Regions from separate parts of the Mus musculus genome. Here regions 2, 3 and 4 are each linked to region 1. The links are chromatin contacts, called in public HiCAR-type and promoter capture Hi-C maps. All regions are on one chromosome and are shown on one strand. The core of a region is the stretch at or near the end of the contact, and the rest is flanking DNA. Distances in the headings are between cores, read along the strand shown. Region 1 holds the start of Rps20 (ribosomal protein S20). Region 2 has its middle 20 kb from the start of Sdcbp. Region 3 overlaps Nsmaf (neutral sphingomyelinase (N-SMase) activation associated factor). Region 4 overlaps Sdcbp (syndecan binding protein).

Region 1 (2,700 bases), core at 172-2,671:
GAAACCTAACGTCTCTTTTTCACCTGACCAATCTGTTAGCACACCTTCATTTTTAAAAGCAGTTTAATGCTTCAGTACTTGCTCAGTGGTTAAGGAACCTGTTCTCTCCGAGGATGCAGGTTGGGTTTCCAGCACCTACATGGTGGTTCAAAGAACATCTGACACCCCTGTGACACACACATTTACACTCATAAACATGAATTAAAAAAAAAAAACCTGAACAAAAGCCAGCAAAATTTGACCATTAAGACGATTTATTCAGTTGTCTTAGGCATCTGCAATGGTGACTTCAACCTCAACTCCCGGCTCAATACTGATGGAAGTAATCTGCTTAACAATCTCAGAAGGACTATGTAAATCAATGAGTCGCTTGTGGATCCTCATCTGGAATCGATCCCAGGTCTTGGAACCTTCACCACAAGGTGTTTTTCTGGTAGTGATTCTCAAAGTCTGCAATAAAACAAAATTAGTCCATTTCTGAACCATTTTCTCTGTATGTTAACAGGTTTCAGCAACCTTTACTAGAGAGTTTTGGAGTTTGCTTTAAGAAAGGTATCATACTCAATCGCCACCAGACATTTGGCCCCTAATAACTTGTATTCTTAGGAATGTAAATTTAATCTCTGAATTTATTTGGCAATCAAACTCTGACCTTCCCCCTCCCCACCAGTCTACCAGTACTCGAGTCTACCTGTCCCTTACCTTGGTAGGCATGCGCACCGGTCCTTTCACTTTCAGATTCTTTTCCTTGGCGCCTCTGATCAAGTCCGCACAAACTGCGGGTTAAGAAAGCATGGTCTTTCAGTTAACTCAGAATGACTCGAGGCGTTTTAAACAAGTTCGCCTATCGGCTCAGAATAGCGTATAAGAAATATCACTATAACTCAATACGGTTGGTATCTCCTCATCGCCGACCGCGCCCCAGCGATCACCAAGCCACCCCGAGCATCGTACTGACCCTTCTCCAGCGACTTCACGTTGCGGCTGGTGAGCGTGATTCGAATTCGGTGAATCGCCACTTCGGGCTCCACGGGCGTCTTTCCGGTATCTTTAAATGCCTGTTATCACCCAGGCGGGAAAAACAAACAGCGACCCGTAAGTGGAGGCCCACTCCTACACAACCGCCATGAGGACCCTCTCCCGGGCCCTCGCCGCGGCGGGAGCCCTCTCCCGGGCTCTGCGCTCCCGGCGCCCCAGCAAGTCGAGCCCCGCCGACGCCCCAGGCCGCGTGGCGACGCCCCCCACCTCACCATGGCTGAGGCGCGGCTTCCTGACCGACTTGTTCCTCAGCAGGAGCGAACAGCGGTGAGTCAGGACGGAGCAGGCTGGCCGAGCTCCGTAGCGCGCACCGCCGGGGCTCAGAAAGGAGGGGCCGGACGGCGCCGGGCGCTTATAAAGCACGTGCGCATCCGGGTGCTTTGTGACCCGGAACAGGAACCGCCCCGCCCGCGAAGAGGTCGCCGTGGGGGAGGCCGGGCTGCGTCCCCGCCTAGTTGGCGGGAAAGGCGAGGACGCGCGCGCGCCCTCTGGCCTCTCGGCGGAGTCCCTGTCCTGACTCGGAGGACAGACGAAGCTGGAGCGGAGAAAACTCATGCCAGGTGCTCTCTGCACAAGCACCTACGGTCTTTACAGTGCGAAATATGCTTCGCATGCATACTCGATCAGCTTGCTTTTGTCTGACAAGGGAAGAGTTGTTTTGAGGTTAGCTGACACGGACCTTGGGGAAGAATGATCGTGACAGGGCATTTATTTACTTGGTGCTGAAGACAGAAGTCAGGGCTTAGCAGGAAAACGCACTCCATCCATGAGCTGACACCCTGAGTTCAATCTTGTGAATCCTTGTAGAAGGAGATAGTGGTTTTCGGAAACTTGTCTTCTGACGAGAGCTGTGGCACCCCCCCCACACACACACACACCCCACCTCCCCCCCACCCCCCATTAATTACTAAGCTTATATTCTAAAAATTATTCGGAAACTGCTTTTCGGAGCTGAAATGCCCTTTTGTGATATTTTGGCTTTGGGCTTCCAGGAATATTGGAAACGTCTATATCTGCTGGAAACCCAGGTTTAGCTTCAGTTAGTTCAATTAAGTGAAGGCAGAACTCTAGTCCCAGTGCTCTGTGGGGTCACAGGGCATTGTACCTGCAGCCTGGCCTGGAACCCATCTACCCAGTTTTAATATTCTCTTCTCTATGTTGCGATGGAGCTCCGTTCTGCTATGTTATGATGGCTGAGACCTCCGGGGACTCCTTAGAACGGAGCAGTTGTTCATAATAAAATTAGTGTCTGCGTACAGCAGAAAGAAAGCCAAATGTCCTCAGGTCAAATGTCCTAGGACGCAGAGGATGGTGCAGATTAATCTACACTACCCACTGCGCAAGGTCAAATAGAATGTAAGCCTGGAGGTGGGTTACAGACAACACAGGAGGAAATAACATTATTTTGTAGGTGAAAGTTACTTGCTCCGAGTTGCCAAACCCAGAGCACTGATTCCCCTCCAAGGAGAACTCCCTAAGCCATGTTCTTCTGAGCTTTGGGAGCGCCAGCACCGATTCACTTGCTTGGTCGGGATTCGACCTAACTAGGAACTGGCTTTCTGACTCACAGTGTACATGAAGTTTTGCTGTCATTGAACAATTAGGTAAGTGTTAAAGTTAGGGGAGTTTTCGAGTTCAATTATTTTTAAATATAATCCATTG
Region 2 (2,912 bases), core at 135-2,634, 2.5 Mb after region 1:
GCGAATGGAAACCATCACAGAACATCATGTGTTTAAGGCATGTGAATTGACTCACATGAAATTAATAAATGGGGAAATGATACAATGTGATACTATCAACACAGTTTGAGTCCTATGCATGGGATGTCCCCAGTGCATCTCCCCCATGTAATCAGTGACAACCTTTGTCCACAATTACAGAAAAGGCTTCACCAATACACAAGCCCATAAGAAAAGCTTAAGGTGGTGCCTTCCTTTAGTGTTAGTGTATTCAAGAGTTGCTATGAGTCTCTTGATGGTTTTGTGATTGCTAAGGTGTGCTGACAGATAAGGTAGCTGCCAGGAAACAAGGAAAAGTCAGAGAGAAGGAGGGGGGAAGAAGAGTCCCTCTTGATTTCAAAACAAGGTAGTAGTCCACTACTCAAGCTTTTAATTTTTATAAAGCTGGTCTGTTAAAATACACACACAGAACACACACACACACACCTTAAAAATGTGGAGACAAGTTCCTGCCTTCAAAGCCATCTCAGAGTAAGACTGGGCAGGGAACATGCTCTTTTTTAAAAAAAAAAATTTATTTAAGACATGCTTTTAAATAGCTGCCTTGCTTTTGCTTGCTGCTTCTATTTGAGAACACGCTAAGCACCGTGTTCTGTCTTTCAGCCTGTGCGTGCCATCTGCCATGTTGTTTATAGCATGTATTTTTGTAGAAAGCATTTTGTCAGACCCATGAGGTTTTATAAAGAAATTACAGTGAGAAAGCAAGAATAATCTCAAGGAAAACTAGAACTGGTGTAATATTCCCCTTTCACATCTGAACACCATTTTTCAGCCAAGGTTGGTTTTCTAGCCTGCTTCACTCCCTGCCTCCTTCCATGGCTTCATTTTATTTAACATCTAGACTCAAATCTTTATAGAGGCAAAGCCTTAAGCGTGTCTCTTTATAGTCTCTTTCTCAAGAAGCTGCTAGACAATGCATTGCCTATACGAGAGCGAAGGAAAGGCTTGGGACTCTCCAACTCAACACAGAGGGCCATGGGGGAGAAACTCAAGATGATGCAGAACAAAGTCAAAGGCAGATGGCCATATGGCCTCCTACAGTGCACCTTGTCCATCTGCCCCTGGTACAGAGATAGCTGCCAGGAGGTGGATGGAGGCTAGAGCTAAGAACTGAGGGATCACAGCAGATCCCCTCATGTATAGGATACATTTCAGGACACTGTAATGCTTTAAAATTTAGGGCAGCAGTAACCTCTTTATATACTATGTGTTTTCTATCCATGCAGGCCTATAACATAAATTATTTTATAAACTAGACATAGTGAGGGTAAGTAAGATGCTAATAATAGCATAGAGCAATCACCATTGACTGGAGTAGCAGTTAGGGAACAGCTGTTTCCCTATCCTGAACTATCTATAGACTACTTACCATCTCCCTGTGATGCTCGGAGATGAGACAGTGTTGACAAGCCCATCTTGAGTGCCAATAATGGAGGTTAGTAAGGAGCCAAGTAATTAAAGGTGATATGTGCAGCTGAGGGAAGATGTGACAGAATTTATGCAGGGCTAGATCATATGCCCTTGCTCCTAAGGACATTTTATACATAATCACCGCAAAATGGCTTCTTTCCAGAATGAGTTACATAACCCATTAACATATAATGGGCTATATATAAAGAACTATATACCACTTGCATTTATTGCTTACTTATGGTTCCACAGACATTTAGTAGCAGCCATATCTAAACCTTTCTCTTCCCCTTACAGTCTTTATTCCCTTCATTCCACATACCCCAGGCACCTTATTAGAACTGCCTACAGGAACAGTTCTTGAGCCCATCGTCCACAGCTACACTATAGAGAAGAACAACATTTGACCAGTAATCAGGCTCTTCATCCTAAAGTATTACAGTTCACTTTAGGCTAGAGGAGATGCTGTGGTTGCCTTCTGGTCAGCCTGGGCAATAGGATCAGCAAACAAGAGACCTGTCATCATATCAGTACTGTAAAGGTACAAGCACAATCGTCAGACACAGGAAGGCACCTGATGTAGTCAACTTGTTAAGTATTAGGGGGTTCTTCTTGCTCTTCTTCCAACTAGGCTTATTGCAGTCACTACTGTTTGGGGATTGCCCGGAAAACATCCCTTCCTTCAGAAGTCTCATTTTCCATTGAGCATTTATCTATACCATGGCCTTGCTGCCTGTATGTCCTAGTTGCCAGTACAGCCATACAGCAGACTCTTCTGTTCCTGGCCATTGTATCTACAGAATACTGGCTAACCCACTGGCCTTACCATTCCCTCATACTCCTACACTGAGTAAAGGTTTATGGCCGGTCACATGAAAGACTGTCACAGACTCCTGTTTGTTTTCCTAGATGTCAAAAGACTTCCCACCTGGGGGGGGGGGGGCCCACAATGAACATCCATCGTTTTTGTCTGAGGTATTTGCTTAGCCTCACCGTCTACCATGGTTTGGTAGCTTGGGACTCTGGATTCTGAAAACAGCCCAAGGCAACCACGCTGTGTTGTTATAATGATGATACTGTGCCAACTTCTGATTCTCTGGCAAATGTGGAATCAGCAGCTGTGAGCCTGAGAGCTTCCCATGAATCACCTTCCCGGGTGAAGACAATTTTTTCTTGACTCTCCAAGACCACGCCAATGGAGAGAAGAGCCTTTTCCAGGTCTGCCATATGGTGGTATCTAACCAAGGACAAGTCAGTTGATCTATCGAGTCCATGATGGTGGCACTACGGTACACATGAGTGAAGTTGCCTCTTTCAGTTCCTTTTAGCCCACAATCATTCTCCAGTTCCATTGACTTGTGCAGTGGCCACCACTGCAGTATAAGGGACCGTGCTGTCTGTGTTATTTTATCAGCTCCTTCTAATCGTTAAATAGTCTGAGTAATCTCTTCATGCTCCCTAGG
Region 3 (2,834 bases), core at 299-2,798, 2.6 Mb after region 1:
TGTTCGCTCTCCCTGTACTAAAGGACTTTGAGGGTCCTCCCAGTCTCACTCTGAGACCCACCTGCAGTGGGTACAAGGTGGAGGCACACTGGACTGCTCTGCAAACACTGGTCTAGCCTCAGGCCAGAAGCTCTGAAAACTCACGAGCAAGAAGCTGGAGAACTCTCCAGCGTTTTGCTCTTTGAACAAAAAAATATTTTCTGCAATAGAACCTCTTATTTCCAGAAATGTAATTCCTGTATCAATTTCTAGCTTCCACATGCTCACAGACTGCACATGTGTGCTTCCAGGCCTGTGCAGGGGCCTACAAGTCATTCAGCCGCTACACTGCAGACTTGACTCCCCCACAGGCAACCGAACTCACCAAAGGCATGAGGCCGTGCCTCCTTTTGTAAATGCGCCGGACATCCTGCAGTGTTATCTGGACCACAGGTTTCTTTAAAAAGCACAGAGACAGTGTCAAGTGTCACAACTGTAGCTCAGTTAGAAACTGTTTGGTTGTATCTTACAGTAGGGAGGAAGAGAAGCCCATCCTTGCCTTCCCACTGCGCTGCAGGTGAACACCTAGGTGAGATCTTGGACAAATCATACCTGGTTTCACATTTAGCTTGGACACGTTTCTAACCCTTGTCAGTAATCTCAGATGAAAATGGTACCTTCATCTTTCAGGTATCACAAGGGTTAGTGTATAGTGTGGAACATTCAGGAATGAGCATAAATAGCTATTCAAAAAGTCTGTTCTTTTAGAAAATTATTTGTCTGTCTGTCTGATTGTCGATGTACCTTAGAGTGTCTGCAGGCACCTAAGTATGTAGGGCTACATGCATCTTCACTCATATGTGAAGGCCAGGAGGATTCATCAGGTGCCCCTTGCTCTCTCTCTCTCTCTCTCTCTCTCTCTCTCTCTCTCTCTCTCGCTCTTGCTCTCTCTCCACCTATCTGTTGGGGCAGGGTCTCTCCCTGAACCTGTCTCCACCCAGCTCTGCGCTGAGGTTTCTGGGATGCATGGGATGCCATGTGCTGTGGGTGCCAGGGTTCTAGCTCTGGTCCTCATGGCTGGCAGCACATGCTCTTAACTACTGAACCATTGCTCCAGCCCTGAGTTTCTCTAGGGCTTGCTTTTCCCTATCATCTTTTTTATTTTAAAGAATTATGTTTTTCATCTCCTTAATATTACAGAGTATTAAAGCTCATAAATTAAAACATAATTAAAGCTGTTACTTTTTTAAAGGAAAAAAAATTGATTCTCTGGAACTTGAAATAATAATAATAAACAGTAATAAGAGAGAGTCAAAATTAGAAAATATTGTATGCTTAGGTAAAGGGCAGAGCTCCAACATTCCTGCTCCCAGGTGACAGGAAAGCCAGGCTATGCATCAGTGAGGAAGCCTGGCCAGGAGTTGGGAATAAACACATGTGCACTGTGTCCCCTGAGGCTGTGGTGCCATACATTTTCTGCAAGTTTCTGACCAAAAATAGTAACAGTAGCAGCCAGTATCAGAGAACACCAAGCCAGCCAGCCATGTGCCATGTCATTGGAAGCTTTGCCCAGTATGTGCCGCCATCTAGTGAACAAAAGTGTTATGACACCATGTCTGAGTGAGGTGTTTAGAGCCAATGAAGCCTAGACAATTTCCAGAGCATTCTCTTCTTCCACAGAAAATGCCCGCCCCCTGTGGTTAAGGTTCCCTGCAAACGGCACAGCTGTGTGGCCAGAGAGACGGGACTTGTCCTGCTAGCATGGCCCACACAGAAAAGGCCCATCTCTGGAAAAGCAAGCAGTGAGTCTCTACTAGTGTTAGTGTGGTGTAGAGATCTGAGTTTGTGTTCACTTCCTGGCATAGTTTTAGGTCTAGTGTTCTCAAAGAGAAGATGATTTCCTAGATGGTGGGAGGGGACGGTCCTACAGCTGCTGACTGTGGCATCATACATGATGCCACACTAGCTGTGAGAACCTTACACCAGCACTCACGGAAGCCAGAGACCCACTGTCTGCAGTGAAGGAGAAGCAAGCAGTCCCCCTCTCACCATCAGCTTCTCATTCACCACAGCCTTTTCTGGGTGTCTTACCCCGAGCTTCCCAGCAGGAGGAGAAGTCTCATCCATAGTCAGGAGGGGCGGACTTTCTTTACGCACTACTGGGTACAAGGTCCTTCAGAATGGCTGAAATACGGGGGAGTGTGCATCTACTCCAACTACACAGGGCACTAGGAAGCCACACTGCTACACAGGGTTGTCAAACGACTTTGACCTTCCCCAAGATGTGAGGGCATAGTAACTATAACATCAGGTTCCTGGAAAATTTAGCTGAAAGACAGAAGCAAGCACTGAACATGGCCCCGAGATCTACGTACCGGGTACCCATTGAGAGGCTGGAAATACAGGCTGGTGTCTGTAATGCACACATGCCCAGGGTTCGTCACTAGAGGTGTTACCATCTCTGCTTTGCACTCCATGTGCAGCTTTTCAGAAACACTTTGGAACCTGCAAAGATGTTTCCAGCAAAAGTAAGAAAAGTTAGGAACCAATCCACTGCCTCGGCTTAACCTCAGTGTGAGTGAGCTTGCTTACCTGCCGAAACACTACAGTCATCAAGTGGCTGCTTAAATAAGGTTGACATGCTTTCAAATGGCACAATGGAGGCCTGGCTTGTTTATTAATTGAAGAGCTTACATATCACAGAAACAAATGTCTCCTAACTGATCAGTCCTGAAGCTCTTTCTCCATCATGTGACTTCCTACTTTTATATTGTTAAGACCGACTTTTAGAGCCTACATAAAGAGCAGCGGTGCTACGTTTTATGCCAGCACTAGGAGGAAGCTGAGACAGGAGC
Region 4 (2,832 bases), core at 173-2,672, 2.5 Mb after region 1:
GCTTAGGGATGCAGCCTGTTGCAGCTTGGACCTAGGGGAGGGGTTCTAATAGTTGCAGCCTCGGAGCGGCTAGGCAAGTTGTAAGACGTGGCTCAGTGGCTACAGTGCTTGCTGCTATGCCAGAAGACAGCCCCAGAGGATATGACATCTTCAGGCATCCACAGAAGTGGCAAATACAGACATATAGATGAATTATATAAAAATAAATCTTAAAAAATTTAAAGTAAAAAATGTAAAGTCAACCAACAGTAAAGTAAAAAGAGGCATGGAGAAAACAAAAATGCTAGTTGCTATGTTTATAGAAAATTTATCTTCTAACAAAGAAAAAAAGCCAATTATAGCTATTATTTCAGTGTATCTGACTTCCTTTGCCCAGGTCTGTATACTTTGATCCCTTTATGTGAGCATCATACAAGTGTCCCCTCCCCATTTGTACATTTCTTGCTTTGAAGGTAATCTGAAGTTACTTTAGAAGTATCTGCATTTATAAGGCTCTGTGGTATACTCTGTTCTTATTCTATCGTTTTGTTTACTTAATTTGTTCTGCACATTTCTCTTAGCATATATTTCACTTAGTACATAATTCACTTCACATACCGTGTAGTTTTTGCTTTTGTGTTCCACTTAGTTTTTCCCCCCAGCTTTATACAGAAGGTATACAGCTTTATACAGCTTTATACAGAAGGTATACTGTACCAGTGAGTTTGGGCTACACCGCTCTGTGCTCTTGTTGGGTTGCATGCTTCCAGCCACACACCCAGGAACTCTTTGGATTCAGGGATGGAACACACACACACACACACACACACACACACACACCCCTCAGTTAATTTTAAAATATCTTGGCTACGTTAAAGGCTGGGTACTCCTAAACCTTCCCCTAGACCTTCCCCTGCGTTTTTCAGCACTTTTGTCTTTTTTGATAGATAATACTTGCTGAGGGGTCTGTTTAAATCCAACATAAATTCAACTTGACTCAAGCACCAGGTTAATGTAGGTGACAAAATTTATTGCAATCAAGCCACTACTGATTGAGTAGCCTGAAAGGATGTTGTAGGGCATATTTAAAGGAAGAAAGCGTAAAGCAGAAGTGCGGCGGGCTGTACCATTGCTCAATCATATTTTGACATAAAGGCTTAGCAAGGGAGTTTTCACCAATTGGAGGAGGTTCTTGGGTCTGTGAACATGAACTTGGTTTGACCCCACCAGCAACATGGAGCAGTTGTCCTGGAGATGTCTGGACGCTTTCAGCTGCTTCCTTTTAATGGAGGCTGTTCAGCTATCGGGAAGTCCCCAGCTCCCCTAGGGTCTGGGACCTGAATTTTGTTTTTCCCTATGATTAAATGGAGTCTGACAATGAAGTGGTAGTACTTGGAGTCAGTCTTGTGCTTGTTCCCAGCACACTGACACACGGGGTGGTGATGTCATCTCTCTGGCTGTGATTCTCTAATGATAAATGATCTGTCACCCACCCACCCTCTTGTTATCTTTGGGAAAAGCTTGTATGTAGGCATTTTGCCCATTTTTAAATTGAGTGTGCTGTTTTTGCTGTTGAGTTTTGAGTTATTTATGCATTTGGATATTTGCCACTTACTACATGATGATTTTCAAATAACTTCTCCCATTCCATGGGCTGCTTTCAGTTTGGTGAATGCTGCTTTTGTTGTGAAGAACTTTTTTGTTTGTTTTGAGATAGGTTTTGAGGCTGTTCTCAAACGACCCACCTCTGGGCCCCACCCCGGCTGTGAAGGATCTCATTAAGTCGGATGTAGCTCTCCTTACATACAAAGGTCATTGAGAGATTTGTCTTGCGTTTTCTCCTAGTTTTATGTGCAGATCTCCACAGTTATGGCTTTGGGAGTCCATTTGGAGCTGACTTACCTTCTGTATGAGATCAGCCACAGTTCTACTGCCCTGCTCTTGGTGCCTCGGTTTTCCTAATCCCAATGTGTACACACGGAGATTTTTGTCAAGAGCAGTTTAATATGTTTTTATGTTGTCTTTTTATTTCATTCCTGACTTAAAGCCTTGTTCATATTAACTTATTTTTAAATTGATAATTTTATGATTATATCACAGAAAATCCCTGAAAAAAGAAAGTTGCAAAAGTCTAGTGTGACGTTTAAGTTCTAGGAAAATATGTTTGAAATCAAGGCAAACTGCAGTGTAGTTGTTGGCGACAGAATATCTTCTGAGAAATGATTCATGCTTGCTTTCCCTGCTGCACCAGCTTCATGGAAGTGCACTTACCCAGTCTAAGGTCGCATGACCTCGTTGGGCAATGCAGTCTTTTGAGACAGCTGGTGTCACTTATGTGGTTGCTAGCTGATGCAGTTCAGCAGCAGATCCCATACACAGGGGTACCAGTTGACTTAAGTAACAAGTCACTGAGTTTTCTCTATCCAAGGGTAATGGGGGAAAGAAAACCACTGGCATTATTGTGGGAATCAGACTTCACTAGAGGGAATTTGTTAATGGAGCAATATTTATAAGAACTGTAACTGAGTGTGTTCCAGTTAATTGCTGTGTTTCTAAATACTGTCAAATTTGTATTTTTCTTAGCAGTTGGTAGCAAGACCATCCAGTGTGAACTATATGGTAGCACCTGTGACAGGTAACGATGCTGGAATTCGGAGAGCAGAAATTAAGCAAGGGATCCGTGAAGTTATTTTGTGTAAGGATCAAGATGGAAAAATTGGGCTCAGACTTAAGTCAATAGATAATGTAAGTATATTTTTGAATTTATCTAAATAGATCACAGAATATTAGTGTCAAATCATTAAAATGAAAATAGTTTGGCTAGCTGTAATAACCCATCTACAGTGGGGAATA

What was found. Promoter capture Hi-C pulls out the DNA fragments that hold promoters and counts their contacts. HiCAR-type assays count read pairs that join an accessible place to other places.
Region 2: a contact with region 1 is called in a promoter capture Hi-C map of hippocampal neurons, with 4 times the contacts expected there. The contact joins the enhancer-like site here to the promoter of Rps20 in region 1. A contact is called at or near these places in 6 of 39 promoter capture datasets (the 3T3-L1 cell line, the HPC-7 cell line, cranial neural crest and 3 more) and 1 of 115 datasets of contacts at active chromatin or transcription factors (large pre-B cells).
Region 3: a promoter capture Hi-C map of liver shows a contact between it and region 1, with 4 times the contacts expected there. The contact joins the enhancer-like site here to the promoter of Rps20 in region 1. A contact is called at or near these places in 5 of 39 promoter capture datasets (cranial neural crest, hippocampal neurons, liver and 1 more) and 1 of 115 datasets of contacts at active chromatin or transcription factors (astrocytes).
Region 4: a contact with region 1 is called in a HiCAR-type map of astrocytes, with 6 times the contacts expected there. The contact joins the enhancer-like site here to the promoter of Rps20 in region 1. A contact is called at or near these places in 3 of 39 promoter capture datasets (the 3T3-L1 cell line, liver and pre-B cells) and 2 of 115 datasets of contacts at active chromatin or transcription factors (astrocytes and large pre-B cells).

Annotation. Positions count from the first base shown.
Region 1 is chr4:3,834,234-3,836,933 of GRCm38.p6, forward strand. Rps20 (ribosomal protein S20) reads right to left here and starts at 1,422. Exons shown (of 4, transcript NM_026147.6): 1 at 1,251-1,422; 2 at 959-1,058; 3 at 703-776; 4 at 1-450. The coding sequence starts at 1,253. The coding sequence ends at 268. It overlaps Gm32823 (a long non-coding RNA gene), which reads left to right and starts at 1,416. Exons shown (of 5, transcript XR_881078.2): 1 at 1,416-1,701; 2 at 2,450-2,642. It overlaps LOC115490074 (a small nucleolar RNA gene), which reads right to left and starts at 913; the gene lies at 846-913.
Region 2 is chr4:6,344,522-6,347,433 of GRCm38.p6, forward strand. No RefSeq gene overlaps it. Among named protein-coding and RNA genes, the nearest start is that of Sdcbp, 20 kb to the right of the region's middle. Within about 2 kb of position 1,385, at least 12 of the 459 cell types and tissues checked have an H3K27ac peak or open chromatin away from gene starts, as enhancers often do. A contact at or near this core is called in hippocampal neurons, where this site is marked.
Region 3 is chr4:6,426,038-6,428,871 of GRCm38.p6, forward strand. Nsmaf (neutral sphingomyelinase (N-SMase) activation associated factor) reads right to left here. Exons shown (of 31, transcript NM_010945.2): 10 at 2,355-2,484; 11 at 365-436. Among named protein-coding and RNA genes, the nearest start is that of Nsmaf, 27 kb to the right of the region's middle. Within about 2 kb of position 1,549, at least 51 of the 459 cell types and tissues checked have an H3K27ac peak or open chromatin away from gene starts, as enhancers often do.
Region 4 is chr4:6,382,464-6,385,295 of GRCm38.p6, forward strand. Sdcbp (syndecan binding protein) reads left to right here. Exons shown (of 9, transcript NM_001098227.1): 5 at 2,563-2,724. Among named protein-coding and RNA genes, the nearest start is that of Sdcbp, 18 kb to the left of the region's middle. Within about 2 kb of position 1,423, at least 101 of the 459 cell types and tissues checked have an H3K27ac peak or open chromatin away from gene starts, as enhancers often do.